2 separate regions of the Bos taurus genome follow, and region 2 is linked to region 1. Evidence: chromatin contacts called from public Hi-C data. All regions are on one chromosome and are shown on one strand. Each heading gives the region's core, a stretch centred on a gene start, on an enhancer-like site or on the middle of the called end of the contact. The rest is flanking DNA. Distances are from core to core; before and after follow the strand shown.

Region 1 (3,598 bases), core at 426-2,925:
AAAGTCCTTAGTGTGATCTGGGAGGGCCATGTGGACTGGCTGTGGTCCTCCAGTCTCATCTCAGATCCATCTCTCTTGTCTTCTGGCCACCACTGGTTCCAGGGCACCCTGTTCGTTCTAGAGGCAGACTTTTGTATTGTATTCCACCTGGAAACTCTCTCCCATTTCAACTCTCATTCATCCCTTAGACTTCAGCTCAGAAATTACTTCCTCAAGGATGTCTTCTCTTGAACTCCCAGACTTGGTTAGGTCCCCCCATCAAATATCCCCATAACAATATGTATCTATTCTTTATAGCACTTACCATAGTTGTAATTATTTAGCGTATTATGTTTTTCACTAGATCACAAATTCCAGGGACCAATGGTTTCACCCACTCTCGGATTCTCATTACTTGGCTCAAATATGTTTTGAGTGAATGAAACATAACTTGCAGATACATACCTGAAGACTGTCCTCTGTTACAAACTTCTGATCTGTGTATCTAGTTGTCTATTGGCAACTCCATCCTTCCAATTGCTCAGGCCCAAAGCTCAGAGTCATTCTTGACTGTTCTGTTTTCCTCATCCACTTAAATGGATTTAAGTCCATTTTCAGGACTTAAATCACCTGCAAATCCTATCTTCAGTACATCCCTAAGCTCAGCTGGACCATACAAACCTCCCTAGGAAGTTGTCTTGCTGCTTCACAGGTACTGAGAAACTCTTTAGGATCTAATTTCCTCAAAAATAAATTTCAGGGACTTTCCTGATGGTTCAGTGGTTAAGAATTCACCTTGCAATGCAGGCAACTCAGGTTTGATCCCTGGTTGGGGAACTAGGATCCCACATACTGCAGAGCAACTAAGCCCAAGTACCACAACTAAGACCCAGTGCAGCCAAATAAATATTAAAAATAAATAAATTACAAAGGGGGAAAAAGCGATGGGGGAACCAAAGATTAAAAGATACTTAGCTATATCAACCAATTGTAGTGTGGGACCTTATTTGGATGCTGATTCAAATTGTAAAGACGATTATGACAATTATAAGAATATTCAGAAATTTTAATGAATGAATTTGATAATATTAAGGAATATTATTTTTGAAGGTGTGATAATAGTATGGTTATATTAGAAATGCTTATTTTTAAAAAAAAAAGATATATTCTGAAATATTTCGACAAAATAGTATGATGTCTGGGATATGCTTCAAAACAATACAGTACAGAGGGGAAGCAGGTGAGGGTATAGGTAGAACAAAATTGGCTACGAATGGTGGATTGTTGGAGTTGGATGATGGGTAGATACACTGGAGTCCACCATAGTATTCTACTTCTGCATGTTTGAAATTTTTTAAATTCAAGATTAAAAACAGTCTATCCAGAATGTGACCTAGTCCATTTTCATTGCTCCCATTTTTGTCCAGGCTACTGTCATCTCTCCTGTGTGCTGTCTCAGCCTCTCATCTGATTTCCCCACCCCAACCCGTCCTGTGGTCTGTTCACTGAACTTCGGGAGGGTGAGCCTTTAAACACATCAGATGGTTTCCTCTCTGTTTAAGCCCTGCAATGGCTTCTCATCTTGCTTGGACCTGTGATTCATCTCTCTGACTTCATCTCCTAGCACTCAGACCCTCATGGGCTCCTCCAACCCCCACTATGGCCCTTCTGCTTTCAGACAGAAAAAAAGAAAACAAACCACTCTTTGGCCAGACCCATGAGGCCCTAGTGATGTGCCCTTAGCACACCTCTCTTGACTCACCACCACAAAGGTGATGAGTCACCACCCAGGCTTTTGGGGCAAAATATATTCACTCCTAGCTCTTTTTAATCAATTCTACTTGGACCTGCTCACACTAGGAAGCCCAAGCTCTGTAAGCCCCAGCTCAGTGCCAACGCTCCCTGCTTTGGTTCTGAGTCCCTAGGAGCTCAGGGCTTATTTTGTAATCATCTATTGCCTCCTTCCCTGGACTCAGATTCCTTGAAGTCACAAGTTACCCCTTTTATCTCTGTAGCCGTAACCTTGACAAAATCCCGGATACTGAAAATTAAACATATTTTGAATAAATGAAATAAAATTCTTCATAAAATTCTTCTTTACAGCTTTTAAATATAACAAAGTGTCTTGTAACTGGAATAAAATACTCCTATGATTCCCAGGTGGTGCTAGTGGTAAAGAATCTTGCCAATGCTGGAGATGTAGGTTTGATCCCTGGCTTGGGAAGATACCCTGGAGAAGGGAATGGCGATTCACACTAGTATTCTTGCCTGGAAAATTCCATGGACAGAGGAGCCTGGTGGGCTACAGTTCATGGGGCCACAGTTGGACATGACTGAACATATAATGACACAAAAAGTCATAACCTTAAAAATTATTGAAAAAGATGCTCTTCTCAGTAAAACATACTAAATAGAATTAGTTGGTATCTCAGACGTCATAAAGGAAATAATAAAAACGTAATCCCATTTCTGCTATAAACAGTTTTTCCAAATCTAAACTTGGAGTATTTAGTTTTAAAAACTGCACACCAACTCAACTCGCCTGCTCACTTGCTTGAATATTCAGGGTCAAAGGCTGCAAACTGGGGAGGGAAGAAGAAAAGGAGGGGCTAAGAGGGGTTAGATTAACAGAGGCCACAATGCGGGTGTGAGTTGAGGAGTTTTCAGATAAAAGAGCTTGAAATGGGAAGAACTATTGTCCCCACAAAGAGGAATAGATGGAAACAGGGAGTGGAGTAAAATCAATCAATCGGAGGTAAGAAAGAGGAAAGTGAGCAATAAGGATAAAAAGCCCTGAAGTCATTAAAAGGATATGTACAGGGGCTTCCTTAGCAGTCCAGTGGTAAGACTTCACCTTGCAAAGCAGGGCATGTGAGTTCGATCCCTGGTCGGGGAGCTAAGATCTCACATGCCTCAATGCAAAAACAAACAAACAAAAAAAACTACCCAAAACATAAAACAGAAGCAATACTGTAAAAAATTCGATAAGGATTTTTAAAAAATGGTACACATCAAGAAAAATCTTAAAAAGGATATGTACAAACAGGACTGCTTTGTGTGATTTGTTTTTATGGTTTTAATCTAGTTTCTCAACGGTTACAAATGCTTTCAATAATAATTATTCTGTTTTGATAGATAAAATTAAGTTCCTTTTAGCAGACAGTAGTTATAGAATTTTTGGAGAATTTGGTTTGGGTTGCCCTTCAAATACAAAACTGATGCTGTGGACCAGCAATCAGGGCTGGACACTTGAGCTGTTTTCCCTGTGCTGCTGATGGGTTATATTGCCTGAGCCTCTGGCTCTCCTGTCACATTACCCATTGTGACTAATTGCCTGTATTTGCAGATAAGTAGCTAAGGTTGACGGAGAAGGCAATGGCAACCCGCTCCAGTACTCCTGCCTGGAAAATCCCATGGACAGAGGAGCCTGGTAGGCTGCAGTCCGTAGGGTCTCTAGGAGTCGGACACGACTGAGCCACTTCACTTTCCTTTTTCACTTGCATGCATCGGAGAAGGAAATGGCAACCCACTCCAGTGTTCTTCCCTGGAGAATCCCAGGGACGGGGGAGTCTGGTGGGTTGCCATCTATGGGGTCGCACAGAGTCGGACACGACTGAAG
Region 2 (3,598 bases), core at 291-2,790, 160 kb after region 1:
AGCTCACTCTCCAGCCAACAGGATGTTGGGATGGCCTTTCAGTGTGAGATCGCAGTTCCCTGAGTGTAAACCATGGGCAGGCCCTGTGACCAGTGATGCCACTTATTCAGATGCCCGACTGGTCTGAAAAGCCCAACCAAAAAGATAAGACAACTTCAGGCTGAAATGTGTGGGACAGAGTGAACAGTGTTGGCCCAGGAAGGGGAACAGCTCAGGGGGAAAAAAATAACATGAAGGCTATCTAGATCCTACTCCGAATGAAGAGTATTGAGAGCAGAGTCCCCTCAGAGATCTGGGCTGGGACAGGTCTTAGCATTTCCAAATGACTTGCACAGAGGGGCCAACACCCAGAATCTGTGTCTGGCCCCCAGTTTCTTCTGGGCCTACCCTGCATTCTGAGGCCACCTATGAAAGGCCACCAGACCTTTCTCCTTTATTCCTCACAAAAAAAAAACAACAAAGAAAGCAGAAGGAAACTGAGGCCCAAGCCATTCACAGTTAAGATGTGGCTGAGCCAGAGCTTCAGCTCCCATGTGGGCCCAACCTGTGCTCTTAGTCCCGGCTCACATCACCTTCTCCCTACATGTTCATGCCGAAATATTACCCATTCAGGGTGTCTCCTTCTCTCCAAACACAACTTGCATCTTCACAACCCGGCTCCTGTCCTTCCCTTTCTCTTCCCAGTGAAATCCTCATCCTGACTCCAATACTATAACTCCTTTTCTGTCCTTCTCTTTCTCCCCCAGGTGGAATTAACCATTCCCTCCTGTTCACACAGGCTGCTGGACTTCTGAGGCATTCGCTGCATTTGCTGAGCCTAGCATGTGCTAGAACTGTACTCAGCGCTTTACACACACTGTCAAATGCAACTGGCCACCAGCTCTGTCGGGAATATGTTACATGCCCCACTTCATAGGTCTGTCTACTCCAAAGCCTGTGTTTATTCTGTAAGAACCTGCAGCTGGCAGCAGCACCCTCAGGGGCCTCCATGCCGTGCCATCCAGTCGCCCTCCTGCCCTACACACGGCAGCTGCTAAAGCACCTGGGACAGAGTAGACACTAATGACCAACTGCATCTTACATGGTTCCTGTGAGGTCCCCAAAGTGTGTCACTTATAAATGATTATTCCAACAGCGATGCAAAATTTCAAATAGATAAAAATGACCATTAAAAGAGACCAAGGGAATAGGAGCAAACTACCACAAATAAGATTTCTAGGGCAAGGCTAATTTGAAAAACACTGATGATAATAGGTCAATTGGAAAGAAAGATGGGAATGAGTAAACTACTTGATGCGATTACCCTGACCTCCCAGCCAGCTGATGGACACTGACCCTCAAGGACGCCATCAGATTCTCTCAAGAACGTGACCGTGTAAGTTCATCTCTACATGTGGCCAGGACTGTCTCCATTGACAGACACACAGCAAAACCATAGCAGCAGAGACAGACAGCTTTTTTATCGCTGGGACCAGTCTCTGGAGGCCTAGTCATATTCTTGCCCTTAGAGTCTGTGAGTCATCCTCAGTCTTTATAATAAATGTCCTTTTTTTTCTTTTTGGCTTGAGTTGGTTTCTGTTACTCACCACCAGTGGTTCTCAGCAAGCACAGTTCTGCCCTCAGGGAGGGTTAGGGTTGTCATGGTAACATGGGGAGGAACATTGCTGACCCCTTGTGGGTGGGGGCCAAGGGCTGGACAGTCTTCACGAGGAACTGTTCTCTGTTCTGAATAACTTTTGAATGTACAAGATATTCCCATATGTGAAAATCCTTCAAGTTTTAATACTTTAATCCTTGAAGTTTTAATACTTCAATTTCAAAACTGTTTTTTTGTGTCTACAGACATAAAACCATTTTTGCATAACATCAACATCTACTGAATTTTCCAGAAATAAATTAAGGGACATCTGTCTTTTGTCTTGATCACATTTGTCAAATAAATCATGTCCTGATATACGGGGTATTAAGAGTCATCAATGTACGGGGTATTAAGTGTCATCAATGTACATCCTTTGATCAGTCTGCATTTGCAGCTGTCACCACACCCATCTACACTTACGTGCAAGCAATTGATTACTTCATTCTCTTTTCTAACAAAGGTGTGATCAAACATTTATAGTGAGATATATACAATTACATAATAAAATCATTTCCTTTTGTTTGTACTTCATATTACAGGTAGGATACCTGATATAACTGTTTTGTAAAATTATGTATATAGAACGGTTATATTTGAATTTCACTTTGGGATAGTTCAGAGAGCACCACAAAATACTTGTTAATAAAAGGGGGCTCTGGTTCTGGTAGGAGAAGGACTCCTCTATTTTTATTTGTTTTTAAAATATTTATTCATTTGGCTGCTCCAGGTCTTAGATGCAGCATACAAGATCTTCAGTTGTGGCATGTGGGATAGAGTTCCCGGTTCAGGGACTGAACCCGGGCCCCCTGCATTGGGAGCACAGGGTCTTAGCCATGGACCGCAAGGGAAATCCCAGGACTCCTGCTTTAAACTAATGCAGAGCTTGCACATGTGGAACTAATTAGCAAAAGCTTTTGACAAAACTCCTTGTGCAAGGCTAGTCCTCCAGAGCCTTCATCTTGCCCCACTTGGTCATTTACCATCATTCTCCCCAATAATAATAGTTTTCAAAACATGGGGAAACCAATGGGGTTTGATGGACCTTCTTTCCATCAAAGCTGAGGTCCTAAGATGCTGGTGGATCAAGAAACAAAATATGGTCATCCTGATTCCTCCAGAAAGACCAGTGACCACACAAAGGTCCTCTGAGGTCTCAGACTGAAGACAGGAAGCTGGAACCTCTCGGGGGCACCAGTTCTTTCTCGTGCCAACCCACAGTTAACTCACCAACCTATGCTGACAGTGTACTGGCTGCACAGTAGTATGAGCAGGGCCGCAGAGGAAGAGATGGCTTTTGTGAGGAACACACTTGCAGGCTCCATGTGTGGTGGGGCTCTACCATATGCATGTCCCTCAGATCTGGGCACTAAAACCTTTTAGCTGTTTCGTCTTAAGTATCTAAGAATATGGGACTGGTTACATACATCATGGCCTATCCATAGTGGAAGAATATGCAGCTATCAGAAACTATGTTGTTGATGAACACATATTGGTAGGGAAAGATTATCACAATACATTATTAAGTGAAAAAGTGGGCTACAAAATAGTGCTGAGGAAGATACAACCTGTGAGAATGAGTGTGTGTGTGTGTGTGTGTGCATACCCATGACTGCATACAGATATTAACACTGCTGCTGCTGCTGCTGCTAAGTCACTTCAGTCGTGTCCGACTCTGTGCGACCCCATAGACGGCAGCCCACCAGGCTCCCCTGTCCCTGGGATTCTCCAGGTAAGAACACTGGAGTGGGTTGCCATTTCCTTCTCCAATGCATGAAAGTGAAAAGTGAAAGTGAAGTTGCTCAGTCGTATCCGACTCTTAGTGACCCCATGGACTACAAGCTACCAGGTGCCTCCATCCATGGGATTTTCCAGGCAAAAGTACTGGAGTGGGTTGCCATTGCCTTCTCCAGATATTAACACTAATGGTTATTAATTTCTTTGGTGAGATTATGAGTGCTT

The links. Hi-C and Micro-C count contacts between places; a contact is called where the count stands out from the background.
Region 2: a Hi-C map of an unstated tissue shows a contact between it and region 1, with 2.6 times the contacts expected there. The contact joins two enhancer-like sites. A contact is called at or near these places in 4 of 11 Hi-C or Micro-C datasets (blastocyst, liver, skeletal muscle and 1 more).

Annotation. Positions count from the first base shown.
Region 1 is chr1:127,526,471-127,530,068 of ARS-UCD2.0, forward strand. No RefSeq gene overlaps it. Among named protein-coding and RNA genes, the nearest start is that of RASA2, 59 kb to the left of the region's middle. Within about 2 kb of position 1,676, at least 8 of the 102 cell types and tissues checked have an H3K27ac peak or open chromatin away from gene starts, as enhancers often do.
Region 2 is chr1:127,690,086-127,693,683 of ARS-UCD2.0, forward strand. The region is part of intron 6 of PXYLP1 (2-phosphoxylose phosphatase 1); the gene reads right to left. Among named protein-coding and RNA genes, the nearest start is that of ZBTB38, 82 kb to the left of the region's middle. Within about 2 kb of position 1,541, at least 9 of the 102 cell types and tissues checked have an H3K27ac peak or open chromatin away from gene starts, as enhancers often do.